Regions from separate parts of the Oryctolagus cuniculus genome. Here region 2 is linked to region 1. A link is a contact called in public Micro-C data. All regions are on one chromosome and are shown on one strand. The core of a region is the stretch at or near the end of the contact, and the rest is flanking DNA. Distances in the headings are between cores, read along the strand shown. Region 1 holds the start of FANCL (FA complementation group L). Region 2 holds the start of VRK2 (VRK serine/threonine kinase 2).

Region 1 (3,642 bases), core at 17-2,516:
TCCAGGCACATTAATACAACTTTCCTTAATGTGCTTAAAATTAGGTGTAACATGGTTTCTGAGAAAAGTGTAACTTGGTAATACTAACTTTTCTAAATGTCTGAATCAAATTTTTAGGTAGGTGATTCAACAACCTGGAAAGAACAATGAAGTCCTTCTTCTATATGTAATATCAATTTTAATCACTACTGCTTGGGATAGGCACAATTAATGGGAAGACCTGTGAAAAGCCTGAGCCTGCTGTGTAATCTGCCACTAACTCGACTTTCTCCACAACAGGTGAGCGTTTCACTCAGGAGTGGATTTCATAATGCACTCAAACACATGCACTAATTTCCAGGCTATGACTCCTAGGCTGTTTATGATCTCTCATGCGATCAAGGCCAAGTTAGTTATCTCTTCGGTTTTCCCAAGCCATGACTTCCTCAACTATCAGAATAATTTTTTCCTGAGTATTAAATGAGAACAGAACAGAACCTAGACAGCGCTTAGTAAACCTAAAAACTCTACAGGTGACAGGTGCAATTAACTCTTTAAGAGAGGGCACTAGAATCGGCAAAGGTAATTAATTCCGCTATCAAGACTTCCTATAAAATATCGAAACTGACGGTGCCCAGGTACACACAACGTGGAAAAGTGTCAACATGGGTTTTCCCTCCAAAACGCTCTCGGCACACAAAACCCGGAGGTAATTCGCTGGAACTCCCCTGCGAACTGCCGCCGACACACGCAGGGTGGAGGGTGTTAGAATCCTGGAGGTCAAAATTGGCAGAACCAACCCGGGCAGGCACGGGCTGACGCTCGCAGCGGCCAGAGGCGAGAGCTCTATGCCGCGCGCGCCTCCCAGCGCCCCAGGAAGCGCCGCGACCCCGGCTCCCGCGCGGCGGCCACGGCGAGGGCCGAGTTTTCCGCGACTGCAGCGGCCGCAAAGCTCCAGACCCCCGACTGCCGCTCCGAGCTGCCCCCTCGCAATCCCAAGTCCGCGCCCCAACCCCGCAAGTCACAGACTGCCACGGGGGCAGGCGAGGGAGGCAGTGCCACAGCGGACGACCGGGCGGGTACCTGAGCCGAAATGAATCCCTCATACACAGTTTTCGCCCGGTTCTGAGGCAGAAGTAGCGGGAACTGGCGCAACAGGCTCGCTTCCGTCCCCGCCATGGCTAGCGGGCCCGGGCAGGGCGGCTCTATACGGGCCAGGCGCCGCACATGCGCAGTGATGCACGCCGCAGGCGGAAGCGCGGGTTTGGCGGGAAGAGACTGCAGGATTCCTGGGGCACAAAGGCAGAGGTAGAGCAGGCCGGGTAGCCCGGGCCTCGACGGGAGGCGCCAGGGGGCGTGGCCTGAGGGTCACTGGTGTCACCGTGTAGAATCGTTCTAGCCTTAATGAATGCCAGAGGCCTTTGGGTTTTTGTGCCTGAGCCTGCTCAAAGATTGCTACAACTTCGTGGTAACGTTGCTTCCAGCCTAAGATGGTTTTAACAGACTGGGTGTTGTGCCCCGTTTGCTCCCCTTGACCTATCTCACGCCCCTTCCTCACTGTTGGCCTCAGGGGTTCCTGTATGCCCTCCATGCACAAAAATATGTTCTCCCTACTTACTTAGTACTCTATTGGGATACATCCATATAGTGTAGACATATTCCTAAGCCTTACCAGTTTAATCTGATATTATTATTATTTTTTTTTTTGACAGGCATAGTTAGACAGTGAGAGAAAGAGAGACAGAAAGAAAGGTCTTCCTTCCGTTGGTTCACCCCACAAATGGCCGCTACGGCCGGTGTGCTGTGCCGATCTGAAGCCAGGAGCCAGGTGCTTCCTCCTGGTCTCCCAAACGGGTGCAGGGGCCCAAGCACCTGGGCCATCCTCCACTGCCCTCCCAGGCCACAGCAGAGAGCTGGACAGGAAGAGGAGCAACCGGGACAGAACTGGCGCCTCAACCAAGATTGGAACCTGTTGTGCCAGCGCCGCAGACAGAGGATTAGCTTAGTGGGCCATTAAAAGACATACCCATACAGTGGTTAACTTGATAAGTACATTTTTCTTTGGCTACACATTTTTCTAACTCAAAAATGGGATTCATTTCCTTTTACTAAAGATTTGTTAAATACGAAGCTTATTAATAGTTACCATGTAGTTCTTTGATATTCCAAATAGTATTCAATGCATCACATTTTTGAGCCCTGCTATTTACAAACCACTGTTGTGCTATGCCAAAGGTTGTGCAAAGAAGAATCAGATATGCCCTTCCATCTTTACTGCCCTCAAAGTGGAAATGTAGTTTTTGAAGAGTCTTAAAATTCTATAAGAATTGTCAGGGAAAGCAAGAAGGCTGAGCAGTGGTTTGATATGTTACATAAAAGCAGTGTTTCTCAAAATGTGACCCTGGAACAAGGAGCCTCAGCATCACCTCTGAACTTTATAGAAATGCAGATTTTCACCCTTGATGGGGTTCAGGACATCCTACTTGAAAATATGACATCAGGATTTGGTTGTGGTGCAGTAGGGTAAGTACTATTAACATGGCATCCTAGAGGGGTGCCAGTTCCAGTCCTGGCTGATCCACATCTGATCCATCTCCCTGATAATGCACCTAGGAAAGCAGCAGAGATGGCCCAAGTCCTTAGGCCCCTGCTATCCATGTGCGAAACCTGGCTTCTGGCTTCAGCCTGGCCCAGCCCCTGCTGCTGGGCCCATTTGAGGAGTAACCCAGCCCCAGCAGATGGAAGATCTTTCTTGAACACTGCCTTTCAAATATAAATAAATAAATCTTTTTAAAATGGCACCTTGGCATTTGAAAAGATAGCAAAGCCTAAGAAAGTCACGTGCTGACCTTCTCCCTACTTCTCCCCTGAAGCAGCTCCTAAGACCCTCATATGAAAGGTACCCTTATCCCCAGAGGAAAAAACATCCTCCTCTGAAGACGGAGAATCAGAGAAGGATCTGCACAGATCTTGTTAAGTTCCCCACTTCATTGCCATTAGATCGTACCACCTTTGTCCAATCATCCCTCCTCACAGCTCTTCATTATTTTTTTTTTAATTAAATAAAAAATTTTTTATTATTAGTTTTTTTTTTAAACTTTTATTTAATGCATATAAATTTCCAAAGTACGACTTATGGATTACAATGGCTTCCCCCCATACCGTCCCTCCCACCCACAACCCTCCCCTTTCCCACTCCCTCTCCCCTTCCATTCACATCAAGATTCATTTTCGATTATCTTAATATACAGAAGATCAGCTTAGTATACATTAAGTAGGGATTTCAACAGTTTGCTCCCACACAGAAACATAAAGTGAAAAATAATAGATGATTTTTTAAATGATGATGAAATCAGATCAGACCTATTGTCATGTTTAATCCCAGTGAGAGTCAAGTTGGGAATCGATAATTTCTTTTTTTTTTTTTTTTTTTTTTTTACAGAGGATCAGTTTAGTATGCATTAAGTAAGGATTTCAATAGTTTGCACCCCCATAGAAACACAAAGTGAAATATATTGTTTGAGTACTCGTTATAGCATTAAATCTCAATGTACAGCACATTAAGGATAGAGATCCTACATGAGGAGTAAGTGCACAGTGACTCCTGTTGTTGACTTTACCAATTGACACTCCTGTCTATGGCATCAGTAATCTCCCTATGCT
Region 2 (3,489 bases), core at 704-3,203, 190 kb before region 1:
TTCATTACTATCCTATAGTGCACAGAACAGCCTACCGCTTGACCTTCCTCTTCCTGCTCCCCCTACCCCAGCCAGGAATTTCCTGGCCTGAATGTCAATGCAGAAATGCTTCTGCAAGTCAAGATAAAGGCTTACTATAGCTGAGTAAATTAGAATGACACCAAAGTGTCCTGAGCTTGGGAATTACTGAATGCAAGCTTTAAAAAGATCACTTGGCTGTTTGTTAGGAATAGACCCAAAGGGTAGAAGAGTAGAAAGTAGGGGTACCATTTAGGAGGGTGTACACCTATCCAGAAAGAGAATGTGGTATGGAACAGAATGATTCCAATACAGGTGGCAGGTGGTGGATTCTGGATAGATTTTCAAGGATGAACTAAAAGGATTTATTGCCACACTGGGTAAGTGCACTGTGACAGAGGGGAGCCAAGCAGCAGCAGTGTGTTGTGGCAGGGACTGGAGCCACATCCTACCCAAGAGAGTGACTTGGAGAAGAGATGGGAATCTGAGCAAATTTGGGATGGGAGAAATATTACCTCATATGGTATCAGAGTAGGCAACCAGACACCTGTTACATTTATAATTTAGAGAAATAAGGAAATGTTGGATTAGTGAATGACTACTACACAGGCCACAATTACTCAATTCTGATTTAAATTTCTTTGAAGGTACTTTCACAGCCACCTTACTGGATTTTTTTTAAAGGTTTATTTATTTATTTGAAAGTCAGAGTTACACAGAAGGAGGCAGAGGCAGAGGGGGAGAGAGAGAGAAAGAGAGAGAGAGAGAGAGAGAGAATGAGAATATCTTCCATCTATTGGTTCACTCCCCAAATGGCTGCAACGCTGGACCTGGGCCCATCCAAAGCCAAAAGCTATGAGCCAGGACCTTGCTTCCGGGCTCCCACGTGGATGCAGAGGCCTAAGCACTTGTGCCAATTTCCACTGCTTTCCCAGGTACATTGGCATGGAGCTTGATCCAAAGAGGTGCAGCCAGGACTCCAACTGGCACCCTTATGGGATGCCTGCATGCTGCAGGCAGTGGCTTTATCCACTACTCCAGGGTACTGGCCAGTGCTGGGTATTTTTTACAAAAATGTTTTCTCATGCCAGCTTTCATTCTGGTGACAGATTGATAGATACAGGAAGTCTCAATTCTTATTTATTTATTTATTATTTATTTTTTCCCAAAGAAACCTTTTATCTAAGGAATACAAGCTTCATGCATTTCACAAGTACATCTTAAGGAACATACCCACCCTCCCACCCCACCTCCTCCTTCTCCCTCTCCCTCTCCCATTCCCAGTCCCATCAATTCTTTCTGTCAAGATTGTTAAAGGGCTCCCTTTTTCCTTGCAAAATTTGCATTCTGAGCAATCATTGTTCCTATGGAGAATGTCGATGTGTCAATAATTGTTTTCTGAGCATTTTTCTACTCGAAAATATTTTAAGTTCACTATGTGTGATGTGTTTGAAACTACTTTCTCTCAGTTCATTGTTTTAATAACCTTACAACCTCATCCTAGGGTTATTTCCCTTTGGACAAAAACGTGAACTTCAGTAATTAGGGCTAGTTAAGATTACTCAGCTAGTAAATGGCAGGAGTAGGACCTGGGCCACTCCTGAGGCCTCAGTGTACCGGACTAGCTGCTACTCGGTACTCCTGTCACGGTCCAAGAGATCTGAAAACCCCAACTCCACAAATGCACGTCGTGGAACATCCACCCTAGACCAATCTGAGGCTCATCCTCCAGACTTCCGGCCCAGCTGCGTGGCGACGACACAGTCCGCGTTCCGGATTCAGCCTCGCCACTCCCTGGGCGTCTCCAGGGCGTGCACCTGGCACTGGAAGGAAACTGGCAGCTGCAGCCAAGCCCGAGGCCCCGTGGGCTGTAGGGGGCGTCTCGCCCCAGAAACAGGCGGCGCCGGAGCCGCCGGCCCGCCCGGAGAAAAGCGCGCTCGCCCCTTCCGAGGGCCGGCTCCGGAGCAAGGCCCGCCTCCCCGCGGGATTGGAGGCCCCTGGGCCCCGCCTAGCCCCAGGAGACCGACGGGAGGCGGTGTGCGCGGCCGGGCGGCTGAGATACGGAGGTCCGGTCAGTGTTGTCTCGCTCGCTTGGCCGGAGGTCGGGGGTTGCGTCCGGCACGTGGCGCGCCCCGCGCTCTGTCTGCGGGGGCCGGCGCCGCGCCGGAGGCCTGGGGGTGGGGTGCGCGGCCGCCGTCGGAGCGGAACGCCGGGGCCTGCGGGCGGCGTCCCAGGCCCGGGCCGGGCGGGGTCGCTGCCTTCGCGGGTTTGTTCCTGACTTTTTCCTAGTTCTAAGTGAGAACCAGCACCCCCTTCCACTCGTGGTTGCTGAAAGCGGGGTCGGTGGAGTCCGGCGAAAGAAAGTTTCTTGGAAATCGGGCAGCAGGCGCCGGGCCCCCGGCCTTCGCTGCTGGGGTCTCGGAGGAGTAGGATACCCGGCGGCCGGGCCGTGCCCTCTCCTAGGCCTGCCCGGAGCCCCGCCCTGACTCGTGGTTGGGCCCAGGGTCCCGGTTTGTCCCGGAAGCTCGCGTTGGGCGCATCGTGGACACCGCTCCGAGAGAGCAGGCCCCGCTGTCCCCCGGGGCGTGCCTGTCGTGGTCAGGGTCTCCTTTCAGGTCTCAAGCCCGCAGGCCACCGCCTTGACCCAAAACGTTGTTGAGAGTTTGTGCCCTAGTCAGTAGTTGCTCTTCGAAGGTTTTTCAGCCAGCATCCGCGTATATGCTGGCTCTAAGGGGGAGCTCCTCGTGACGGACTGCAGGTACGGGGCCCTCCGTGATCTTGGCGCCCAGCCCCAATCGCAGGCCTCCCTTGGGTCCGGAATCTGGGGCAGCCAGGTGTTCCCGCGCTCTCCCTCCTCATACTGCTGCCAGGTGAGGACAGCGAGCGCTGACTTTGGCAGTGAAGGGGTGCAGCCCTTAAAAGGGAACAGATACTTGGTCAAATCGAAAGTGGGAAGATGGTGTGGAGAAAACTTTCATGTGTAGTCGTATATATTTATAATGAACTTTCGTATCAAATACTCTCAACAGTTAAACTTGTGTAGGAATACTTAGAAGATCGCAGTTACCCTCACATTTAAATTAGCTTCAGGTGTCAAGAGGGTATGTGGAGCTGTGTAGCAGCTGGATTCTAGGCACTGGGAGGGAAGCTGGGCGTGGGGGGCCGGGGTTGTTGCGAAAACAGTGCTCCGCATCTGTAGCTAAAGTGGAAACATCCCCATTGCTTCCTGAAGTTTATCCAGTCTCCTCCCTGGGAGATTGTTTGACTTGTAACAGTAACAAATCTGACAAGCAGGACCTGTAAATAACTCTCTTTGCCGTCTGGTCTGGGCTATTAAGCCACTGCCATTTTGAAAACCTTGGAGCACATTTTCTTTTACTTTTAAAAAGATTTCTTTATTTGAAATGCAGGTAGAGAGGGAGAGATGTTCCATCCGCTGGGTCAGTCCTCAAGTGGCCGTATTGGCCAGGA

What was found. A called contact is a pair of places that touch in the nucleus more often than the background predicts.
Region 2: a Micro-C map of ear pinna shows a contact between it and region 1, with 5 times the contacts expected there. The contact joins the promoter of VRK2 here to the promoter of FANCL in region 1. A contact is called at or near these places in 2 of 6 Hi-C or Micro-C datasets (ear pinna and an unstated tissue).

What each region holds. Positions count from the first base shown.
Region 1 is chr2:144,393,081-144,396,722 of mOryCun1.1, reverse strand. It overlaps FANCL (FA complementation group L), which reads right to left and starts at 1,266. Exons shown (of 14, transcript XM_051838724.2): 1 at 1,063-1,266. The coding sequence starts at 1,158.
Region 2 is chr2:144,586,015-144,589,503 of mOryCun1.1, reverse strand. It overlaps VRK2 (VRK serine/threonine kinase 2), which reads left to right and starts at 1,953. Exons shown (of 14, transcript XM_070069699.1): 1 at 1,953-2,084.